Linked DNA regions of Triticum aestivum: regions 1 and 3 are each linked to region 2. Evidence: chromatin contacts called from public Hi-C data. All regions are on one chromosome and are shown on one strand. Each heading gives the region's core, a stretch centred on a gene start, on an enhancer-like site or on the middle of the called end of the contact. The rest is flanking DNA. Distances are from core to core; before and after follow the strand shown.

Region 1 (3,969 bases), core at 15-2,514, 290 kb after region 2:
AAAGAAAAAAGGGAAAGGAAAGAATGAAAGAATAAGAAAGTTTTCTTTTACCAGCTCATGCTGGGGTGGCGTGGTGGTTGCTCCAGGTTAACTTCGTTTGGGGGACGCTGGTTCGAATTAGGAGGAGCGCGGCAGTTCGTTTTTGCTGTTTTAAATACAGAGAAGGAAAACTAGATGGGCCGGCCCAGCTAACGCGCCTGCAGGCGCCGGTTTGCAGAAACAGTAGTAACCGGCGCCTGCAGCGCCAAATAGGGTTTGCCCGTGGGTTCGCCCCCTGTAAGAGCGTCGAATTTCTGACCACTTTTCTGTACAACAGTAACAGATCATCATTAGTAAGCAAAGCTTGGGTTTTTGCCGTCGGGGAAATGTGCATCTTTTGTGACGATCTAGTTTTTGCTGTTTTAAATACGGTGAAGGAAAACTAGATGGGCCGGCCCAGCTAACGCGCCTGCAGGCGCCGGTTTGCAGAAACAGTAGTAACCGGCGCCTGCAGCGCCAAATAGGGTTTGCCCGTGGGTTCGCCCCCTGTAAGAGCGTCGAATTTCTGACCACTTTTCTGTACAACAGTAACAGATCATCATTAGTAAGCAAAGCTTGGGTTTTTGCCGTCGCGGAAATGTGCATCTTTTGTGACGATCTACTTCAAATATGTGCTGCTCGTGCTTGAAAATGATGTACTACCACCTTTTGTGCAGTGCATGGGAAAAACAAGGGGGGCTCCCTCCCCAAAACAATATCCAAGCTCCTTCCAGTTGTGCCTCCTCTTTAGGTGTTTGTACCTAACCTAAACCCACAAATCGTACGACCAAAGTCGCTAGCCACTACGGAAATTGCCCACGGCCACAGTCCCCGTGGATCTAGACGGCGAGAATGCCTTTACTCGAGTGTAGCAGCCATAAAAGCTTCTCTCGTGCGCAATATGGCCAAATAACCCACTGACAGGACATCGAATCATCATCTCACAAAACACACAAGAAATCAAATGTTCGCTTTACGGATTTCTGTACATCGACTTAGCCCGAAATTGAACGCACCGAGATTCCTTTGGTTATTCTCTTAGCCTCTTCTGAAACCGGGATAAGTCTTGATTATTCCCCGGTGAACCGACGCCGCTCCTTTTGTTTCGGCACCTAATCATTATTCTTACTGAGTAATGATCCGCGTCTTAATTAAACTTTACGTCTCCGTCGCAACTTGCAAGCGCTGAAATTCTGGAGCTCTTTTCCAACATATGTTAATACTGCCAAGCACTCACTGGTTAAGCTAGTACCGGTATAAATACACCCCCTCTGCACTCCCAAGTTGCGTATGTTCAGTGACAGAGCCGGTGGGTGCGGAGCTTGCTGGCCATGGGCTCGCCTTCAGTCGTTCTTCCTAAGGTCTGGGAGCGTAGTGCTTACCGACTCGGTGATTTGGACACCTGCATGCAGTTTCTTAGATGCGTCAATATGATCTGACGGGCGCATCGCCCTGCATGCATGTGTGTCGCTCTATCATCAAACTTTAGCATGCATCATAACCGGGGTTCTTCTTTCTTGATCATCAGGTGGTCGACGGTGAGAAGGAGGGCACTGCCCGCCGTGCCAAATGGTGGTACGTGACGTTCCACAATGTCACCGCGATGGTCGGCGCCGGCGTGCTCAGCCTGCCCTACGCCATGGCTCACCTCGGATGGTAGGTTTGCGTCCGTGTGATCCAAACCAACGCTTAACAGCTAGTGGTACGTACGTCTAAATTCAGTTATTGTACGTGTCCAGGGGGCCAGGGATAGTGGCGCTGCTGGTGTCGTGGTGCATCACGCTGTACACGCTGCGGCTGCTGATCGAGCTCCACGAGTGCGTGCCCGGCGTGCGCTTCGACCGGTACCGTGACCTGGGCGTGCACGCGCTGGGCCCGCGGCTGGGCCTGTGGGTGGTGGTGCCGCAGCAGCTCATCGTGCAGCTCGGCTGCGACGTCGTCTACATGGTCACCGGCGGCAACTGCCTGCAGAAGTTCGCCGAGTCTGTATGCCCGGGCTGCACGCGGCTGCACCAGTCCTACTGGATTTGCATCTTCGGCTCCTCCCAGTTCCTGCTCTCGCAGCTCCGCGACCTCAACTCCATCACCGCCATCTCCCTCGCCGCCGCCGTCATGTCCCTCAGCTACTCCACCATATCGTGGGCGGCGTGCTTGGCCAAGGGCCCCGTCGCCGGGGTGAGCTACGCGTACAAGGCCGGCACGGCGGCGGACTCGGTGTTCCGGGTGTGCAGCGCGCTGGGGCAGGTGGCTTTCGCGTTCGCCGGGCACGGCGTGGTCCTGGAGATCCAGGCCACCATCCCGTCCACGCCTACCAAGCCGTCCAAGGTGCCCATGTGGAAGGGCACCGTCGCCGCCTACATGGTCACCGCCGCGTGCTACTTCCCCGTGGCGTTCATCGGGTACTGGACGTTCGGCCAGGACGTGAGCGACAACGTGCTCGTGGCGCTGGAGCGCCCGCCCTGGCTCGTCGCCGCCGCCAACATGATGGTGGTCATCCATGTCGTCGGGAGCTATCAGGTAAGCCATGTACTCTTGGATGACATGAACCTACAAAAACATAAAGTGGTCAGAGCATAATAATCATCAAAAGAAACCTTCCATTTCCTAGAAAGCCTTCTGTAGTGGTCACAGAATATGGCACAATGGAGTTACTAATGAGCTTTAGAGATCTGGCACCATGGAACCTGTTTTTTTGGAACGTTGACTGCAGCACTGAGCCACCAGTGGCTGAAACATGGAACTGACCAGTGACCAACTTAACTACCGCTGCAACGTTTCAGGTATACGCCATGCCAATATTCGAAAGCATGGAAACGTTTCTGACCACGAGGTTCAGGGTTCCACCGGGGCTGCTGCTCCGTCTGGTGGCTCGATCAACCTACGTCGGTAAGAATCAATCACATCGTTGAAACGACATGCATACACACATCAATCTGTTCACCAACTGATCGATCGTGTCGTTGCAGCGTTCACGCTGTTCGTCGCCGTGACTTTCCCGTTCTTCGGCGACCTCCTCGGCTTCTTCGGGGGCTTCGGATTCACGCCCACCTCCTTCTTCGTAAGCCCCGTTGCCTCACCACCGATCACGATGTTATACGTGTTTATGGGCTGAGCTTCCATGACTTTTTTGCTACTGCAGCTCCCCTGCATCCTATGGCTGAAGATCAAGAAGCCTCTGAGGTTCAGCGCGTCGTGGCTCGCCAATTGGGTACACATTTCCGGACACCTGATTTTTCTGACGAAACTCCGACACCTGAACTGAGAGAGAGGGTTCAGGTTATATTTTGTCAATAGTTTGACAATTGGTTTTGCTGCAGGGGTGCATCGTCGTCGGGGTGCTGCTGATGCTGGTTTCCACCATGGGCGGGTTAAGGAGCATCATCCAGGACGCCTCCACGTTCCAGTTCTACTCTTGAAGGCGTACGCGCGGCTAGCTAGCTGCAGGTAGCCGTCGTGCCTACAGTGTAACAGTGGCCTCTCATCGAATCGCTGAAGGTCGTTGGCTTCGATTCAGAGGGTGACCTGCTTCTGCGGAGTGTCAAACTAATGTCGTGACATGCGAATGGTAGATGATGTCCGAGTGATCGGCGTAGTACCTTGTGCCCGTCACTTAATAAACCTTGTCCATACTATGCTGCAATACAGATCGTGTACTTTGTCACATCTTGGTTCCAAATCTGTTGCAACGTGAAAACAGTTGCAACTCAACCTGGCAATCCGACCCATGGGTCCGTCTGCCTATGGGCACCCGACCAGAATGGGTAGGGTATGGGTTGTCGACTTCGCCCATGGGTCTTACCCATGGATAACCCTATTAGTTATGGATAGGGTATGGGTTTAAGTTTATGCCCATGGGTCACCCGATGGGTCACCCGACTAGTAGTAATAATTAAATAAATTATTTATTCTTCATTATATTTGAAGTAGCGTAATCTAAATACGCTAACATGT
Region 2 (3,853 bases), core at 402-2,901:
CAAGAATCCTTTATCCCATGCTTGTTCCAGACTTGTGCGAGGGATGTTACTTCCTGTTTAGTTCTGCATAATTGCTATTTGGTTCAGCTAGTATTACAAGAGTATTCTGGACCATGGAAACTGGCAGCCAGTAACCTAGTTCATTTCTTGTTGCTTGCAAACTGAGCAACCAAGCATTCCAAATTTTGAACTTGAACCGTTTCAAAGTTTTTCGGTTGTTTTTTATTTGTCCTGGACCTAAATTGATGTCGTAGGCCATCTGCCCCCCTCTTATATGCATGTTGACGCGCTTGTTCTAAAAAAACTCGGAAGTGTTTCATAAAGTGTTTATGCTTACTTCATGACGGTTAATTCTTATTGTAGTTCTTCATATGCACTGATACTGTGATAGTACTGTTGTAGGCTGATGCCTAGCTCATCATTCCTAGGCTAATGCGTTAATCATATGCTTCAAGGCAGCCAGTGTTCTTAGTTCATTTTCTTCTCTTTTGTTGATCACAAACCGAGCAACAAAACTAGTATAAATAAATAAAAATGAATAGACAGGTTTCCACATTTTGAAATCGAACTGTTTCAAGATGAGTAGTTGCCTTAATGTCTCTGATTTCATGTTGGTTTGTCGACCTTGGTTGATAGACCTTGGTTGGTAATGTAGGTTGTATTCTAGGGAAGAAAAACTAAACCATTTCTGAGCACCCAATAGCGGTTGAACCGGGCTGGTGCATTTTGGGGGTCAAGCTCTACGAATGTAGTATATTTGTTAATCCTTTGTTGTGTATAAGCTTGAATTCTTCATCTTTGATTTGTGAAATCCTTGGGAAGTCGGTTTGTGTAACTTGACTTGATATAGGAATTGAAGTTTACTATTGTTATGTTCTGCTCCATGACTATACTCTGATTGGTAGTCATTGATGCGCTAGTGCAGTAGTGTTCTCTCTTTGCTTTTACCCTGCTTATGGGTAACTCTGGTTGCGCTCTACTTCTATAACGGTGGTCTATATTTTGGTTGTGCTTTGTTCTGCCTCTTTGGTGGTTTAAATTCGAGCACTAACGTACGTGCTGTTGTTGTACATTGCTTGGCGCTATTCGATATCGCTGGGTTTTTCCTCTTAGATGTAGATGTTTTTTTTCCTCTTAGATGTAGATGTAGTTCTGCAGTTGTGTTGCATTCTCATCCTTCCACGATTCGTCTAGCTATTAATCTGATTCGATATGGTGTCGCGATTAAGCGGAATTGCAGCGGCTAGAACCTGCTGAGCTTGGCTACTCTGCATCCGAGTAAGCCAGGCTAGGGAATCTGGGGAGTGCGGCCATCGTGCCATGCCATCCCTCGACCTCCGAGTTGGTAGAGGCGTGTCTTCGCTGCGGGGCCGGTGGGACTGCGAGAACGCTCGGCCAGCGACTGTGGGGTTGCCGGCCCCGACAGCTGGTCAAACGCGCGCCCTGGGCACAAATCGACGGACAATCGAGTCTTCCCTGAGGGACCACGTGCACAAACACACACAATGGACGTCTAGTTCCATCTTTCTCTTCCCTGAAATCTGGACCAGATAAGCTACTGGCCAATCTCACCCTGGATCAGATCGCATCCCTAGTCAGCATGAACTGAGCGTAAACCACTCCTATATTCACACAAACAACCGAACAAAGTGTAGGCCGAGTATTATACCTGGAAACGAAAGCAAAACAAAGGCTTTGTCTCAAAAGTTGCTCCCACGAATTCCAGGAGCGGCAACAATCGCACTCACAGCCCTTCTCTTCCGGGCAAAGGCAAACCCCAAGAAACCCCAACCGGCCACCACCACCACCACCTCCCGTCCCGACCCCGAGACAAACACCTCCCACTCGCGGCCATGCCCCCCTGCCACCGCCGCTGCTGACTAGCCATCTGCGCCGCGACCGGTCAACATCTATCTCGCCGGAACATCTGAATCAACATGGACCCGGCCCAGGAGGAGCTCGAGCGCCGCAGCCGCTACCTCAGCTCGCTCGTCCGCCGCACCAGGCTCGACGACCCGCCCCAGCCGGAGCCGGAGCCGGAGCGAGAGCTCAAGGTGGAGCGGAAATCGGCGGCGGAGCCCAGCGGCGGGGAGGGCAAGGCCGCTAAGCCGGAGGCCAAGGACAACAGGGAGGCGGCGAAGGTCAAAGGGGACGCCGCGAGCGGGGAGGGGAGGAAGGTGGCGGTGCGGGTGCGCGCGGCGGACATGCCGCTGGCGCTGCAGCGGCGCGCGATCTGGATCGCCCGGGAGGTCGTCCTCTCCACGCCGCGCCTCGAGAGCAAGCGCCTCGCGCTCGCGCTCAAGAAGGTACCACTACCACCACCCCCTGCTTCCTCCTTCCCTTTCGAATTTGTGGTCCTTTAATCAGATAGATAGATCAGCAGTTTTCGTGGAGTCAAAGCTTGCTTAGACCATTAATTGCTGCAAACAACCACAGATACTAAGTAACAAAGAATCACAATCAAAGGGCCTGGGAGTAAGATCTAGCCAGAGCTTGATTCTAGCAGTATGTTCTTGCTAGCTAAAATGGTTGTGCGCTTTTGATGGTTGTGCATTTGAGAGCGAGCGAGCTGTCATACTGAACGTAGTTTGACGAAGAAGATGAAATGGGAGGCAGAGCGCTGTTGTTGCCAGATCAGATTGTTTCGATGTGTTCATTTATGGGATGTGGTCCACCATATTGCTGAAAACAATACTAATTTGTGAGATACTGAAAGCTCAGAGGGCATCCGAGGAGGATAGTTATACTCTGCTGCCACATGTAGTTTACTACTGTACTAGTTGCAAGTTGGAACCATGTTATGAGTAGAACGTGTATGCTATCTCTGAGCATGTTGTAGGAAACTGGATCGTGTGCCAATGCAGAGCTCTTGACTTTGCGCAACATGGTTGCAGTCTTGTGGAGCTAACTTGACTAGTTGGTTTTGTAAATCTGCCCTCTGTGTGTGCTGTATGTTGACAGAATTGTTGATTATAGCTGTCGAGAACTACAAGTGACATGGTCAATAGCAGGATGAGGATTGTAGGTAGAATAAGGTATGCTATTGGTGGCAAGTGGCTTGCTGACATGGCTCCACTGGAACCTTTATTACTTCAATCATTCTGTAGTTCCAAGGTCATCCGATTAAGTAATCAAGCAGCTGAGATCACCTGAGTGAGAGTGAGCAGTTTCTCATGGTTGAGCTGTTAACTCCATCATTTGATGGCTCCTGTAAGTTCAACCGAGAACTAACATACTTTAAGTTGGAGCATGGATCCTGAAATTGGAAACCTGGATATGAGCTTACGAGCGTTGGGAACTACTGCTTTTGTGTTCATTTCGGTTAGTTACTAATTGTCGTTTGTTGATGTCCTTATCTGCAATATCCTGGTGTGTACCGTAACTTGGCAAGCAAGAGCATTCACTCTGTTTTGCCTTTGACTGGTCGATTTAAAACTTTGTGAGTAGATGTCAGTGCAAGCACAGACAAGCTTCATGCATTATCTCCCCACTTCGAACAAGCTAGTGTTGAATTACAGCCTTTGAGCCATTATTTTCTTCCCCTTCTCTGTATGCATGATGAAAATGGGAACACATAGCAAGCTACTTACAGACTGCAATAAATGATCACCAAGTATTTTCAGTATTCCCCTAAACAATTGCATGCTTTCAGGTATGGCAGAGACTTTCATGTTGGTTCTTTTTTTTTTTTTTGAGGAACCAGGGTGTTGGTTCTGTACTATTATCTATAGTCAAACTAACATCATAATTCTTGTACTTTGTTGGCATGCGCTGTTGCCTTTGGTTTCCTCTTATTTCTACTTGTCAAGTTGACAAGTACCTCCGACCTCCGTAAAGAAATATATGAACATTT
Region 3 (3,687 bases), core at 334-2,833, 360 kb before region 2:
AAACTAAGTTGTAATGGCTATCAATTCACGAACATTCTGGAGACCCGGAATGGAGAAATCTTGGTCTGGTAGCAGAAGTAAGAACTCAATGAAAGCCTCACATGCACGATCTTTCACAGGCTCCTTTAATCACTTTATCCATCCCGAGCTTACTCCATACGTCCTTAGCTTTCCGGCACTGAAATAATAGGTGCTTTGTACCTTCTGACTCATGAGAAGAAGATGGGCATTGGAGCAATACTTTCAAATGTCTATTGGCAAGTGTAACACGATAAGAGAGAGTGCCATACAACGTGCGCCAAATAAAGATTTTAACTTTTGTCGAACAAGATAATTTCGAAATGTTAGATCAAATAGGATTAACATCAATTTGTCTCGAACCATTAGTATGTCGAAGTTTACTCCCTTGTTGGTAGTCTCATTCCATAAAATAAGCTGATTGACAGTGAACTTTTTTTTGTAGCTCAACACTATAAAATCTGACATATCATGCAAAGAAAGAGAAATCTCAAGGGCCCGCTGAGCATTAATTGGCCATAACATTTGTTTCATCAGGTCTTCATCCCATTAACTAGTGACTGGAAGCAATAAGATCAAAGAACCTTGATAGAGGTGTCCCCCTCTTGGAGTAATAATGTTCCTATTCTCGCAATTTGGGATTCATTCATCTTCCCAAATAGCAATATTTGGTCCATTGTCCACTCGCCAGATATAACCATGCTTTAACGAATTAACTCTCGTCATAATACTTTGCCAAGTAATAGAGGAGCCCTTTTTAAAAGTTTGCATTTCAACAGATCACCATCGAGAAAATACTTGGCTCTTAAATTTTGCATCCCATCGCTTGCAAAATCTGTCGATAAACGAAGGACGCGATGTGACTGGCTCTGACCACCATTCGTTCTCGGCTATTCCTAATTGTTTTGGCCGTTTGGCCAATTCAATTCTGCACTTGCGAAGGAAATGCGCGTTCCTAGCTCAGCATTGCCGAGAAGTTACTCGCTCAACGGACGGTAACTGACAGACGATCCTCACACACTCGCTCAAATTTTTCCTGCACCTGACGCCATCATGACATTTACAGGCCACCACACAACGCTCATAAACCTCTCGACAGTTACGGTTCCGGCCTTCAGGGACCGGTTTACTTCGTCGCGCACGGCTGCACGACGCCGTCCACGTCCACGTCCACAGCTCCACGCATCATCAACTGAACCAGTCCACGAAGCGAACTGCACTGGGGATATGTCTGCTGACAGCAGGAAAATGGCCAGGGATTCGTGTTTATCACATTGGCCTACAAAGCAGTGGATCTCGATATCAGCAGCTAGCAACAACTGACCAAAATTCAAACGAGCAACTGTTTCGCTGATCGTTTTCGCGCACTGTTGAGTTGAGTTGTGCTCCAGATCATCGTCTCGTACCGTCAGCGTCAACTGGACCAGGAGTAGGATCAATGGCAGCGGGCAGGCGTGCAAACCTCAGCCGTCCAACGTTTCATCGGACGGTCGAGAACAGTCAGACCAAGAATGTGGTTGCGGATTTGCGACATCGTTTTGTGGAAGCGAGTCCGCCCGCCCTCCTCAAGTCTTCTTCCCCTTGTCGCTAAACGAGCCATTTGTGAAGCTTCTTTCCTATATTCCACTTTCTTGTTTCGTCCCTCCCCACCTCTCCTCTTCCAACCCTCTCACATGGTGTGATCGGCCCAGGGAAGGGACCACCGCAGCCATGCCTCCGCCGGTAGCCGCCGCGCTGTCGTTGCTCCTGGCCGTGGCCTTCGGCGCGGCGCGCGGCGCCGAGGACCTGGCGTCCGACACCGCGGCGCTGCAGGCCTTCATCGCGCCGTTCGGGTCGGCGTCCGTGTCCTGGAACGCGTCCCGGCAGACGTGCTCTTGGACCGGCGTCGTCTGCTCCGGCGGCCGAGTCACGGGGCTCCACCTGCCCGGGGACGGCCTCCGCGGCTCCGTCCCCGTCGGCGCGCTCGGCGGCCTCACCAGGCTCACCGTGCTGTCTCTGCGCTTCAACGCGCTCTCCGGCCCGCTGCCGGCCGACCTGGCCTCCTGCGTCAAGCTGCGGGTCATCAACCTGCAGTCCAACCACTTCTCCGGTGAGCTCCCGGCCGCGATTCTCTCCCTCCCGGCGTTGACGCAGCTAAATCTCGCTGAAAACCGGCTCTCCGGGAGAATACCGCCCGCCATTGCCAAGAGCGGGAAGCTGCAGCTGCTCTTCTTGGAGGGCAACCTCTTCACCAAAGAGCTGCCGAACGTCGACATGCCATCCCTCTTGTCTTTTAACGTCTCCTTCAACGACCTCACCGGCGAGGTTCCGAAAGGCTTCGGCGGCATGCCCGCCACATCTTTCCTCGGCACGACACTGTGTGGCAAGCCCCTCCCACCGTGTCGAACACCATCTACCCAACCACCGTCCCAGCCTCCCACGGTTGCCCCCGAAGCCGTGGTCGCGGGAAACGGCCGTGGCCGGCGACACCTCGCCGGCGGTGCCATCGCGGGCATTGTGATCGGCTGCGCTTTGGGCTTCCTGCTTATCGCCGCTGTTCTGGTCATTGCCTGTGGCGCCCTGCGCCGCAAGCCAAAAAGAACCTACCGCAGCCAGGACGCCGTCGCGGCGGAGCTGGCCCTGCACAGCAAAGAGGCAATGAGCCCGAATAGCTACACTCCTCGGGTCTCCGACGCGCGGCCGCCTCCGCCCGCTTCAATGCCGCCTCCGGTCGCCCCCGTCTCCGTGGGGCGGAAGAAGCTTTTCTTCTTCGGGAGGGTGCCGAGGCCGTACGATCTGGAGGACCTGCTCCGCGCGTCCGCCGAGGTTCTTGGCAAGGGCACGTACGGTACCACGTACAAGGCCGCGCTGGAGACGGCGCCCGCGGTGGCGGTGAAGCGTCTCAAGGAGACGTCGCTGCCGGAGCGCGAGTTCCGGGACAAGATCGCGGCGATCGGTGGGCTGGACCATCCTAACGTCGTGCCCCTGCAGGCCTACTACTTCAGCAAGGACGAGCGGCTCATGGTGTACGAGTTCGTCGCCACGGGGAGCCTCTCCTCGATGCTTCACGGTACGTACGCTCAGTGTTCATGTCCGGTTCTCTCTGTTTTCTGGTTCGAAACCCTGCTCCGAATCGGATCAAAATTTCTGAACTGGTGAGAATTTCAGGCAACCGTGGCGCCGGGCGATCGCCGCTGAGCTGGGAGTCGAGGAGGCGGATCGCGCTGGCCTCGGCGCGCGGCCTGGAGTACATCCACGCGACGGGCTCCAAGGTGGCGCACGGCAACATCAAGTCGTCCAACATACTCCTCGGCCGGTCGGTGGACGCGCGTGTGGCCGACCACGGCCTGGCGAGCCTCGTCGGCCCCGCCGGCGCGCCGTCGATGCGCGTGGCGGGCTACCGCGCCCCCGAGGTGGTCGCCGACCCGCGGCGGCTCTCGCAGAAGGCCGACGTGTACAGCTTCGGGGTGCTACTCCTGGAGATGCTGACGGGGAAGGCGCCGACGAACGCCGTGCTGCACGACGAGGGCGTGGACCTCCCGCGGTGGGCGCGGTCCGTTGTGCGCGAGGAGTGGACGTCCGAGGTGTTCGACACGGAGCTGCTGAGGCACCCGGGCGCGGAGGAGGAGATGGTGGAGATGCTGCGGCTGGCCATGGACTGCACCGTGCCGGTGCCCGACCAGCGACCGG

What was found. Hi-C and Micro-C count contacts between places; a contact is called where the count stands out from the background.
Region 1: a contact with region 2 is called in a Hi-C map of leaf, with 5 times the contacts expected there. The contact joins the promoter of LOC123041494 here to the promoter of LOC123045682 in region 2. A contact is called at or near these places in 3 of 5 Hi-C or Micro-C datasets (all in leaf) and 1 of 1 datasets of contacts at active chromatin or transcription factors (leaf).
Region 3: a Hi-C map of leaf shows a contact between it and region 2, with 5 times the contacts expected there. The contact joins the promoter of LOC123045684 here to the promoter of LOC123045682 in region 2. A contact is called at or near these places in 2 of 5 Hi-C or Micro-C datasets (both in leaf).

Annotation. Positions count from the first base shown.
Region 1 is chr2B:499,168,396-499,172,364 of IWGSC CS RefSeq v2.1, reverse strand. LOC123041494 (lysine histidine transporter-like 6) reads left to right here and starts at 1,264. Exons shown (of 7, transcript XM_044464093.1): 1 at 1,264-1,379; 2 at 1,547-1,674; 3 at 1,758-2,535; 4 at 2,799-2,904; 5 at 2,985-3,076; 6 at 3,158-3,226; 7 at 3,336-3,679. The coding sequence starts at 1,350. The coding sequence ends at 3,434.
Region 2 is chr2B:499,463,595-499,467,447 of IWGSC CS RefSeq v2.1, reverse strand. LOC123045682 reads left to right here and starts at 1,651. Exons shown (of 2, transcript XM_044468826.1): 1 at 1,651-2,306. The coding sequence starts at 1,938.
Region 3 is chr2B:499,821,471-499,825,157 of IWGSC CS RefSeq v2.1, reverse strand. It overlaps LOC123045684 (probable inactive receptor kinase RLK902), which reads left to right and starts at 1,583. Exons shown (of 2, transcript XM_044468829.1): 1 at 1,583-3,067; 2 at 3,166-3,687. The coding sequence starts at 1,729.